Regions from separate parts of the Mus musculus genome. Here region 1 is linked to region 2. The links are chromatin contacts, called in public ChIA-PET maps. All regions are on one chromosome and are shown on one strand. Each heading gives the region's core, a stretch centred on a gene start, on an enhancer-like site or on the middle of the called end of the contact. The rest is flanking DNA. Distances are from core to core; before and after follow the strand shown. Region 1 overlaps Cmtm7 (CKLF-like MARVEL transmembrane domain containing 7). Region 2 overlaps Trim71 (tripartite motif-containing 71).

Region 1 (6,321 bases), core at 609-3,108, 240 kb after region 2:
ACACATGAACGTGTGTGAACACACAATTGTAGTCTTGACCGCTCTGAGATGTCTTTTTTTTTTTTTTAGGCTAAATTATAGTTCTATAAGTAATATGCATCACAGAAACTTTTTAAAATAAAGGCAGCTGTAAAAGGCAGCAAGGATTCTCATTACCCCAACTTATTTATTTATTTATTTATTTATTTACTTATTTACTTATTTATTTATTTATTTTCGAGACAGGGTTTCCCTGTATAGCCCTGGCTGTCCTGGAATTCACTTTGTAGACCAGGCTGGCTTCGAACTCAGAAATCTGCCTGCCTCTGCCTCCCAAGTGCTGGGATTAAAGGCGTGCGCCACCACCGCCCGGCACCCCAACTTATTTTTAATGTTCCTATATGTCTGTGTATGTGCATGTTACAGTGCCTGTTAGAAGTCAGACTTGTGGGAGGCAGGGCTCTTTGTCCACCATGAGGGAGACCCAGGATCCAACTCAGCAAATGCCTTTTTTTTGCTGAACATATTCACCAGCCCTTTAAACAAATTTTTGTGGGGGGCTGGAGAGATGGCTCAATGGTTAGGAGCATTGTCTACTCTTCCAGAGGTCCTGAGTTCAATTCCCAGCAACCACACAAGGTGGCTCACAATCATCTATAATGGGATCTGATGCCCTCTTCTGGCATGCAGGTGTACATGCAGATAGAGCACTCGTGTATAAAATAAAATGTTTATACAGTCCTCAACATTTTGTATTTGTATTTTTTGTTGTTCTTCCTCCCGCCTCTCTCAGCAGGGAACTTCTGATCTTTCTGCTTCCACCTCCCAGTGTTGGAATAACAGACATGTTATATAACCTACGTGGTGGCTCACAACTATCTGTCACTTCAGCTCTAGGGGAGTTGACACCCTAACCTGGCCTCTGTAGGTACCATGTGTGCATGTTTGCACACATGCATGCAAGCAAAACACTCAAACACATAAAATAAAAATAATAAATGTTTTAAAAATAAGGAGATGCCCAACACAGTGGTGTACACTTATAATCCCAGACTGAGAGGCTGAGACAGGAGGATCATTATGAGTTCCAGGGCAGCCTGGGGTACATAGGTACAGAGTAAGACCCTATTTTTTTTCTTTTTTGAGACAGAGTTTGACCCTATATTCCTGGCTGTCCTGGAACTCACTTTGTAGACCAAGCTGGCCTTGCACTCACAGAGATCCACCTTCCTCTGTCTCCCGACTCCCGAGTGTTGGGATTAAAGGACTGTGCCTTTATCTCCACTGAGACCCTATCTTTAAAATAAATTAAGGATGTGGGAGAGAAGGTGTGGCTTGAGGCCAGTAGGGTGACAGGCAAATAAAGCCACCAAGGCTACACGGGGATGTCCCCTGCTGACATATGAACTCATGTGCTCTAGAGTAGAACTAACATAAGAAAAGCAACTGTGTGGTGATCGGTGGTTCCGGAAGTGATGGTGGAAAGAGAAAGATGGGCGCAAGAGACGATAAGCATCATGTGATGGCTAATCTTGGTTGTCAACTCGGCCACATCTGCAATCTACGAGAACCAAAGTATCTGGGCAAGCCTGTGTCCCCTGCAAGCCACTCTAATAAATCCTGTGTGTGTGCGCGTGCTTGAGAGAGAGCTATCTCTCTCGAGAAATTAAGGGGAAAGCTAATCTGAAGGTAGGAAGGGGACGGCCAGGCGTGGGCCAGTGGTTATTGTGTGCCCTGAATGGAAGACTATGACTAATCTGTGCGTCCACAGAAGTGTGCACATCTCTGCTCTACGTCAGAACCTCAGCCTCTGCTCTGGCCGGGCAGGAGTGGCAGTGCGTTCCTCTGGTCGCCAGGGGGCGCGCGCTGCACGAGTGGGCGCAAGTCGGTGGCCTCCACCTAAGGGTGGAGTTTCTGCAACTAGGAAGTAGAGCGCGGTTGGGAGGAGAGGCTGCTGCAGGCATGCACAACTGCGGCAGGGGAGGGAGGCTTCCGCCTGGCGAGGCCGCAGAGGAAACAGCTGGCAGCCCTGCGGGCCTCAGCAGGACTTCCCCGCTTTACCGCCAGGACACGCGCGGGGTCACTTGCCAGTGGGCGAGCCGGCCGGGTGTGCCCCCAGACAGGGCTTGTTTGGTTTCAGCTTCGTTTCTAGGTTTCGTTGGCAACGTTTCCAGATTGGGAGATGCTTAGCTAGAAGGCCCAGATTTCCAATTTTCTGGGTCACTGGGGCAGCTGGCATCAGTGAGCAGCTGGCAGCCCTGGGCCAGCTGCCACCTCCGAAGCGAAGCGCCCAGAAGGCAGGATCTGCCGCAGTTTAGAGAACCCTGACTGATCCGGACAGCGATCATCCTCAGGTGGTAGCCAATCGGTTGTGTGTGTGTGTGTGTGTGTGTGTGTGTGTGTGCGCGCGCATGAGGATATTTTTTATTTTTGCAGTTTTTCTAGATACATAAGAAGACAGTAAAATCTTAGGAACCTACTGACTGTCCTCACCTTCCCAGGAGGTAGTGAGTATTTTCTGAGGGGAAGCCTCTTGGAGCTGGTCACCCAGGCCATTGTAAGGTTAGAAGCATCTTTCATACCGGTTTCTTACAAACTTTTAAAAAAATGTTCAACTATTATTAATATATATATATACACATATATATACATATGTGTATATGTATATATGTATATATATATATATATAGTCTCTCTGTGTTAGTTCTGGAACTCACTTTTTTGGGATCGTGGTGGCTTAAATTTTTGGGTTTTTTGCTTGTTTGTTTTGTTTAATCCCAGCACTTGGGAGGCAGAGGCAAGTGGATCACAGAATTTAAGGCTAGCCTGGTCTACAGAGCTAGTTTCAAAACAGCCAAGGCTACAGAGAAACCCTGTTTCAAAAAGACCAAAACCAAAACAACAAAAGATACCTTAAAATGATTTTTACATTTTTACTTTTTTATTTATTTTATTTTTTTTGAGACAAGGTCTCCCTACGTGTAGCTATGCTAGCTTCAGACTTAGCATCTTCCTGCCTCAGCCTCCAGAATGCAGGAGTTACACAACACTTACCTTTTTGTTTTTAGTAAAGGTTGGTCTATCCTGGCCTGCCCTTGGTTGAATTCCGATCCTCCTGTCTCCACTTCTGCCTTGTTATTATGAACGGACCACCACAGGCTTCTTCACTGAGGGCATGTTTTGCATGCTGGATGAGCACTCTATTAAGTGAATTAAATTTATTTTTTAATAGCAAAAAAAAAAAAATCTTTTCAGGCTGGAGAGATGGTGTAGCAGTTAAGAGCACTGACTGCTCTTCCAGAGGTCTTGAGTTCAATTCCCAGCAACCACAAAGTAGCTCACAACCATCTGCAATATAGATCTGATGCCCTCTTCTGGTGTGTCTGAAGACAGCTACAGCATACTCATATACATAAAATAAATAAATAAATCTTTAAAAAAAAGGGAAAAATCTCTTCAATTCAGTTCATTCTTGAAAGTCTATTCTATAGAACAGGGAATCGGCAAATATCCACAACTAATAACACAAATGACATTTACTTATTGTAAGGCTGGTTGATAAACACAGAGGGGTCTGTGGTTTATACTTATAATCCCAGCATCTGGAACAGGGAGGCAGGAAGATCAGGGGTTTAAGGGCATCCTTGGGTATGTATGGACTTCAAGGCCAGCCTGGGCTATAGAGACTCCATGTCTTACTAGAGAGAGAGAGAGAGAGCAAGAGCCTAGGCTCTTGTGCAGAGAGGTGGCTGCAGCCCTGTTCTCTCCTGTTCCTCTGCAGGCAAGGTTTCAACAGACAGGTCTCACTGTGGTACAGGGAGGCCACACGGAGTCAGCAGCCCTCACAGCCTGGACAGGGAGAGATGCCCACAGCGAGGGTTGCACCATTGCTATTTGCCACTGGTGGCTAGCTGGTCTGTGTGACTGTAAGGTGATAATATCACACTTCTCTCTCATTGAGACTTAATCATTTTACATGTGCGAGTGTTTTTCCTGCAGCCTGTAAATTCATGCAGTGTCTGCTGAGACCAGAGGAGGGCATTGGAGTCCCTGGAAGAAATGAGTTACAGTTGGTTGTGAGCCACCATGTGTGTACTGGCAATGGAGCCAAGTCTCCTGCAGGATCAGTAAACATGATCTGTCTCTCCTGGCTAACACATACTTCATACATGCACTTCCTGTGTATGGCCCTGTTAACACATACTTCATACATGCACTGCATGTCTGTAGTCCCACAATTCCTCCTTAGGTTAATAGGACACGAGTTAGCCACATCCAAAAGAGGGAGGTGGTGGTGTTGCACAGGGGCCTGAAGACCCTAAATGTGTAGAAGTTTGTCCCTTGTGTTAGCAGACACTTTGGACCCCTGGAACAAGCAGATTTTGGGTCTGCTTCCCACCTTTGGTCAACACTGATGAGGGAAGCTAGTGAACTCTGCTGTCCTGTCCAGGCTCAGGAGACGGCCAACCTTGGAGTCAGGTACCAGCAACACATCACTCTCTTGTCCTTCTGGCTTCCTTCTTGGGTCTTGCAGGCCACACTAGTAGTATGTCCAAGCTTGGTGGCTTCCCTAGGGCCTCGAAGCCAGCCGGTTTCCAGAACCTCTCGGAGCCCCACAGAACTCACACTTGTAGCAGAGCTTGCCATCGACCAGGACCTAGTCAGGCCCAGGGACTGTGCTGGCTACAGTGGAGGAGAGGCGGCCCAATTATGGCCCCCTCTTCTCAACCCGGGGGCTGCTGGCCACAGCACAGATGGCCACTACAATCTACTGACTCTACTTTGCCACTACTGTTTCACCTCAGCTTCCCTGCCACGTGCAATGAATGCCTCCCATTGCTTTGAGAATCTAACACTTCTCTCTCTCTCTCTCTCTCTCTCTCTCTCTCTCTCTCTCTCTCTCTCTCTCTCTCTCTCTCTCTCTCTCCCCACCCCAACCCCTGCCCCTTCTAGGGTTTCTTTGTGTAGCCATGGCTGTCCTAGGACTCACTCTGTAGACCAGGCTGGCCTCCCAGTGTGCGCCTGAAAATCACCCCAGATCCCACGTCCTAACTGGAAGGGAATTTAAGGCCCAGGATATAAAAATCAGAGCTGGATATGGTGACACAGCTAGGATCCCAGGGAGGGACATGGAGGTTGAAGGATCAGGAGTTCAGAGGTCACTTTTGCCTACAAAGCAAGTTCAAGGGCCGGGCATGGTGGCACATGCCTTTAATCCCAACACTTGGGAGGCAGAGGCAGGTGGATTTCTGAGTTCGAGGCCAGCCTGGTCTACAAAGTGAGTTCCAGGACAGCCAGGGCTACAGAGAGAAACCCTGTCTCGAAAAACAAACAAACAAACAAACAAACAAACAAAAAAGCAAGTTCAAGGCCAACCCAAAACTATGTAAGATGGGAAGCTTGTGTGTGTGTATGTGTGTGTGTGTGTGTGTGTGTGTGTGTGTGTGTGTGTGTGACTGGGGGATGGGATGTCAGCTTAGTAGGGTGGTTGCCTAATATGTATGGAGGAAATTCATCCCCAGCACCACACAAAACTGGGTGTCCTAGCACACACTTCTAATCTTAGTGCTTGGGAGGTAGAGGCAAGAGGATCAGGAGTTCTAGGTCAACCTCAGCTACATAATTTAGTTTGAAGCCAGTCTAGGAGGATGGGCATTTAGCAAGGAGTCCACACTCAAGCTGGCATAGAAAGGCCTAGTGTTAGAGACATCTCATGCAATAAGGAAACCTGCTGCAATTGACATTTTATTAAAAACTATGCACCTCCCCACCCCCACCCCCACCCACAGTGACAAAGGCAGAGATAGGGGCAGGAGACAGGATGGCCACATAGTGTTTCTTCTGGCTCTTCACTTAGAGACGCTTCAAGACCAGATTGACAGGCCAGATAAATTAGGGTCTTCGGCCTCTGTGTGGTCTCGGTCCTGAGGGTATGAAGAAAGGCGTGTCTATGCAGGCAGATCCACAAGTCTCTCTACTGTGCTCAGAGCAGTCCTTGGTACCTGAGTGGTGCTAACAGCCCAGAACGGAGGGATGTCCTCTGCAGCAGACTGTGAAAGGAGGCTGTAGATGCCCAGGAGCCCAGTATCCTGGCAAAGCAGGGAAGGCACAGGCCTTGTCGCCTGAAGAGTCCACAGCCATGGCGAGGGTCCTCCAGAGGCTGTGGCCTCATCAGGCAGATGCATCTTGGGAGAGAAATGGAGAGTTAGGTTATCTTTCTGGGAATAGAACCCACTCAGAAGCCATGGGCTCCAAATTGTGTGTGGGTGTGTGTGTGTGTGTGTGTGTGGTTTTGTTTGATAGGATTGTAAAATGATTGCCTTGACCTGAGGGTCTGCCCAC
Region 2 (5,577 bases), core at 718-3,217:
GCTACAGACTGCTAGGAGCACCAAGAACCAAAGCTGGTTACAGCACAAGTAAACGCGTTGCTGCCAGGGGCGCCAACATTCAGCCAGTGTGCTCTGAGATAGGTAAGGTACGACCTGAGCTCCTGAGTTAATACAATCATTAAAAGGGGTCTAAGACCAATGCAGATACAAAACAAACATTTAGAACCATTACTGGTTAAATGATGATGGAAAAACAGCCGTCCAGGCTGGATTGCTGACCCGTAACACCAGTTTTAAAAATAGACATTATTGAGGTATTTCTTCATGGTGACATTTATTTATAAACCCAAAACCCGATTAGTCCCGTGGTCTGCAGGATGCGCTCTCTCATCCAGGTAGACCAGAAGGTTACTGGGGAGGGACAAACAGGGAGAAAGTTAACAGTCCTGATAATGTGCTTCTCAATTTATCAAGTATTTAACAAACAAGAACAAAGGGAGGAGAGGGGGAACAACAAGTGTCAAAGTGTTGCCTTTGGTAGGAAGAACAAATCAAAACAAAAAGCAATACACACGTCACCGGTCACTGTAGACGGGCTACACCGCCGTGACGGGAGATTCTGCTGGGCACAGACAGCTTCAAATACAATCATGAAGTCAGAGACTCTCATTCCCTTCAAATACCTCATGCTTCCCACTAGACCTGTAGAGTTCCCACTAAAAGGGCACGCCTACAGACGCTCCTAACAGATAAAACGGCTTTCTCTTGAAGAGAAGAGAGACCTAAAGGCCTTTAATGGTGGAAGGTTCTCCATCCGGTCAGAGAAGCAGCTCCTACCGCTGTCTGCGGAACAGGATTTGTGGCAGGGAAAGCCAGACTGGCTGAGAACTACTTGGGTGAACGACGACACTGACCAGACAGCTCTTATTCAAGGTCAAACGTTTGTCTAAGAAATCAATCCTGCATCCCTGAACATCCCTGCATCTAGAGAGGGTCTCCCACATCCACACCCTCCCCACTGGATTAATACTAGCCCTTTTAAGACCCATCCGGTGCCGACGTGAGGTAGACAACTTTTTGCCAAAATTGAGGTAGAAAATCCATACTAAACAAAATCAGTGTGGTTAGGGGCGGTGTCCTGCCCTGTGACCCTGGCTCACACGAAGCCAGAGAAAGCCCCAGTCCTATGTAACTGTACACACATGATAGCATCATTTTCATACAGCCCCAGACTGTCAGAACCTCACTAGGAGAGATGTTCTAAATAAATACATTTTGGCACCACTGCGTGTGTGTGTATATTACACACACAGACACACACACAGACACACACACACGCGCACACACACGTCTTAAACAACAGGGAAAACAAGCCTAGAACTTTGGCATTCCTTTTAATACCTACCAGAACACAGCAACCTTAGAATCTTCCAAACCCAAGAAGACACACAGACAAGACAGTAATTGTGCTGCTTCAAGCTTAAAAGACTTCCCAACTCAAATGATTAAGCTTTGGCTTAACTACACCGAGACACTCTGGACCATCCAAAGTGTCTTCATCCCGGCAGCCTCTATGGCCCAACACTGTCCAGTTCTGTTTAGGGTACCCTTGTGTGCTTCCCCAGGTAAGTTAGACTTAACAAGGGTATTGATTGGAGGAAGTTTAGTGCACTAGGGGAACAGCCTAGACTACTAGGCTCAAACCAAGATAAGGAGTTACCTGCCAGCCATAACGGAGTACAGGTTTGGAGACTTCTCATGAACAAAAGTGATAGATTGGTGATGACCTTCAGATGATTATAGTTTTGGAATGTTAGGCAGGTGGCAACCAGGTGGTTAATACTCAAACTTAAGAAACTTCACTTCCAATGGGAATCTCCTGGTACCCACCCTCACCAGCTCCTGCCAGCTCCTGCCAGTTCCTGCCAGCCCCTGCCACCTGACCAGGGACCGCTACCCGTCAGTCGCTCACCGCAGTGACAGAAGGTTTCCGGCCAGCCAGCACCCACGGTGTCTCCTTCCTGAATCTCTTTCCTGTCGTACCTCAGAACTGGCTGCAGGTGCTCACCAAACATGGCTGGTGTCATGATATGGATCAGTCCATATCAAGGTACACTCTCCAAAGTGCTTAGCACCAATTCCCCCACCGGCTAGGAGTCCAATCTCAGGCGGCCACAATAAGCCACTTGTTTTAAAAACAAAAGTTCTCCAACTATGATCACAATTCCTTAGAAGCCAGCCCTTACACTGATCTGGATATAGAAAGCCACAGACCTCTAAGAACACATCTGCTGTGCTCTAAGCCCACACTGGTCTATCCATGTACTGATCAAGACCCAACCACAAGATGGGAACCTGGGCCGAGTTATCAGATCCTAAGTAAAATGTCAAGTATTTTGTTAGTCACCAGAAAAAAAGTTCTCACTGAACAGTCAGTCAGTCAATATTCCTGCCACAGGAGAGCTGTGAGGAGGAACACTGAACATGACTTCAATTTAGCATTGAAAATCGGCTTTCCCCAGCCACAATTAAAATCAGGTTTCTGAGAAGGTTGTCAAGATTCATTTGTTCAATTAGTGTCATTAAGAATGTAAAGCTAGTTCTATTGAGTGTTTAAAGGCAGTTTAAGATTGGGGGGGGGGGGGAGCGGGGGGGGGGCGGGGTGAGGCCTCCTGGGTTGTCCTGTTCTACAAAATTTTTAAAAATCAGTTTAACGCTTAAGTGACATAATAAAGGCTAAAGGGATATATAAACTGGGGAAGGACCCACTATTAAATTTTAAAAGGAGCTTGTAACCCTCTTTCACATCCCGAGAAACATGGAGATCAGCAGTTGAAGCTACCTTCGGGATTCCTTGATTGTGTACTATTCTCCCTGCTGAGACGGCCCCCCGCCCCCCAGCACCCGCCGCCACACTCAGATCACCCCGAAATCCTGAAATTCAAGTCATGTGAATGTGAAGGAACGTCGTAGCTCACACAGGCAAACTGAGCATCCCAAAGCAATTCGACTGAGCCCTTATCCTGTCCCCACCGCCTCTTCCTCTGTGGAGTTCCTGCCGTGCAATGGGGGTCAGAAACTGGGTTTTAGATCTATGTTGGGCAGTCTTCTGTCCTCTTTCAAATCTGGTCTGAGCTCAGTAGTGAGAATACAGAGAACCAGAGAACCGGGATGGGCCCTCATTCTCAGAGGTGAATGTCAAGAAGGCCCACTCTGTGGCTTACAATACATCAGACTTCAATGGGATGGGAGCCACAGGCCCCCAAGTTTCTATTCTTTGGTACAGGTTTTTTTCTTTTTTTTTTTTCTTTTTTTAAATAAAATAAAATTAAAAAAAAAAAAAGACATATACTGTGTCCTACACTTCCTGTTGGGTGGTTTGGTTTGTAAATCCTTTACATTCAAAGGCCTTTGGGGGAGGAACGGGGCTTTGTGTTAACCTTGAGGTCTGCCTCCACTCAGACTTAGGGAAGGTTCCTGAGAAACAGACCTGAGCCAAGGGTTAGGGAGTGAGGTGCTCCCACCAGTCAGACAATCTTCTACATTCCCTGAACTTCCAAAGCAGGAAAAAACATTGTGCTTCTCAAATCAAAGCTATCCCTTTGCCTACCACACCCTCACACATAGAGACGAGGTCCCCCGCCCTCCTGAACAGTCCCTGATGTGGGGGTGCCTCACTTCTCCAGCACCCCCCACTTCTGTGGCACCCTGGTCCACATCTGAAAAGCCCCTCTCTCTCTGAGAACAAGGTTAACTTATTTTCTTATACCTAAGTCTTTATAACAAACAACAAAAACACAGACACGTAACCTTTGCGAACACTTTCAACCTAGAGTCCTGAGCTAAATCGAGTTTCTTAGCAAACTGGGAAGAAATTTGCTTGGGATGTCTTGTGTCAAGTCCAGCTTTTCTCCTCAAGCAAAGATGGCTTTGAAACACAAACATGCACGCGTGTGCACACACACACTCCCACACACCCACCCTTCTTTACCAGATACAAAGATGAGACACCCGAAAATATGAATGGTCTGCTTTTCTAGGCTAGCAAGCCACAGCCATATCTCCTAGGGATGAGATGTCAGACACACTGAGGTAAACAGAGAAAAGCCCTGTTGCATCGATAAAAAAGAAAAGAGCAAACCACACACAACCTAACCCCACATAAACACAGTATTCTCAAGAACACAAATACACTACAATTATGAATTTTAAATCCTATCTTTCCAACATCTTATACTTCTCTTTTTTACTTAGTAGTTTTTGGGTTTCCTTGGCTCAATCTACAAAATGCATGCACCCCACCATATGCTTCCAGTGCCCTCAAGGTTGCAGGACCGCTGTCCTGTGCCTCCTAGGCCTTCAGGAGGGAAGAGGATGTGAGCCAAGAGGCTTGCCAGAGAGGGAAATGCAAAGAGTTGAGGTAGATAGAAATTATCACTTCACAGGCTCAAGCCCTGCACAGAGGAGAATTACATTCATCTGTAAAAAAAAAAAAAAAAAAAAAATTTAAGCTGAGGTAGGACTTAGGCAATGTTGTACTTTTGTTCTTAAAAAAAAAAAAATAATAAAAATAAAGGGGGGGAAAAAGAAAAAGAAATATCCCTGAGACGATTTCTTCTTTGAAATTCAAAAATGAGAGACACACACATGCACACCCTAAACACAGAAAACCCCAGAAGACACAATTAGAAGATGAGGATTCGATTGTTGCCAAAGTCCACCACGACGATCAATCCATCCGGGGTGACCGCGATACCTGAGGGGCGGTCCATCTGCCCGAAGCCACTCCCTTGAGCACCAAACTTGCACAGGAAGCTGCCATTGGCCTCAAACATCTGCACGCGGTGATTTCTGGAATCGGCTACGATGATTCTCCCTTCCTGGTCCACAGCCACACCCTGTGGTCGCAGGAACTGCCCATTGCCCGAGCCCTCCGAACCCAAGAAGCGGGCAGATTGGCAATCAGGGTGAATAACCAGAAGCCGGTGGTTGTTGAAGTCGGTGACTACCAGGTGACCTTCATTGTTGAAAGCCACGCCCCGTGGAGAGTCGAAGTGCTTCCAGAGAGATCCCTCGAAGCCGTACTTGTTCAGGAAGACCCCGTCCGGTCCGAACAACTGGATGCGATGATTCCGGGTGTCTGAAACGAGGATCTTGCCCTCAGAATTCACTGCTACATCCCACGGGTAGTTAAACTGCCCGTTCTTGGTGCCTTTCTCACCAAACTTAAGAAGGAACTGGCCCTCGAAGGTGAAGATCTGAATGCGATGATTGTCTTTGTCGGCCACTATGATCCTGCGGGAGGCGTCACAAGCCACCCCAGCCGGTCGGTCAAACTGCCCAGGACGAGACCCAAGGGTACCAAACTTGTGGTGGAAGGAACCACAGGGCTTAAACACCTGGATTCTGTTATTGCTTCGGTCAGCCACTATGATGAAACCCTCCTTATCAACACTCACGCCCCAGGGCCTGCAGAGCTTGCCCTCCCCGTCACCTTCACTGCCGAAGCTCAGCCCGGGGAGCCCGATGCCCACGTAGCTGCGGCCCGACTTGACCACGACCTTGAAGGGGCTGTTCTCTATATGCTGATTGTACAATGTCACCGACACCAAGTGC

Evidence for each region. ChIA-PET counts read pairs in DNA pulled down with a chosen protein or histone mark.
Region 1: a contact with region 2 is called in an RNA polymerase II ChIA-PET map of memory CD8 T cells, with 7 read pairs. The contact joins two enhancer-like sites. A contact is called at or near these places in 2 of 484 Hi-C or Micro-C datasets (both in embryonic stem cells) and 1 of 115 datasets of contacts at active chromatin or transcription factors (memory CD8 T cells).

Annotation. Positions count from the first base shown.
Region 1 is chr9:114,751,128-114,757,448 of GRCm38.p6, forward strand. It overlaps Cmtm7 (CKLF-like MARVEL transmembrane domain containing 7), which reads right to left. Exons shown (of 5, transcript NM_133978.2): 5 at 5,709-6,164. The coding sequence ends at 6,151. Among named protein-coding and RNA genes, the nearest start is that of Gm9888, 13 kb to the right of the region's middle. Within about 2 kb of position 1,859, at least 226 of the 459 cell types and tissues checked have an H3K27ac peak or open chromatin away from gene starts, as enhancers often do. A contact at or near this core is called in memory CD8 T cells, where this site is marked.
Region 2 is chr9:114,507,999-114,513,575 of GRCm38.p6, forward strand. Trim71 (tripartite motif-containing 71) reads right to left here. Exons shown (of 4, transcript NM_001042503.2): 4 at 3,270-5,577. The coding sequence ends at 4,647. Among named protein-coding and RNA genes, the nearest start is that of Ccr4, 14 kb to the left of the region's middle. Within about 2 kb of position 1,968, at least 25 of the 459 cell types and tissues checked have an H3K27ac peak or open chromatin away from gene starts, as enhancers often do. A contact at or near this core is called in memory CD8 T cells, where this site is marked.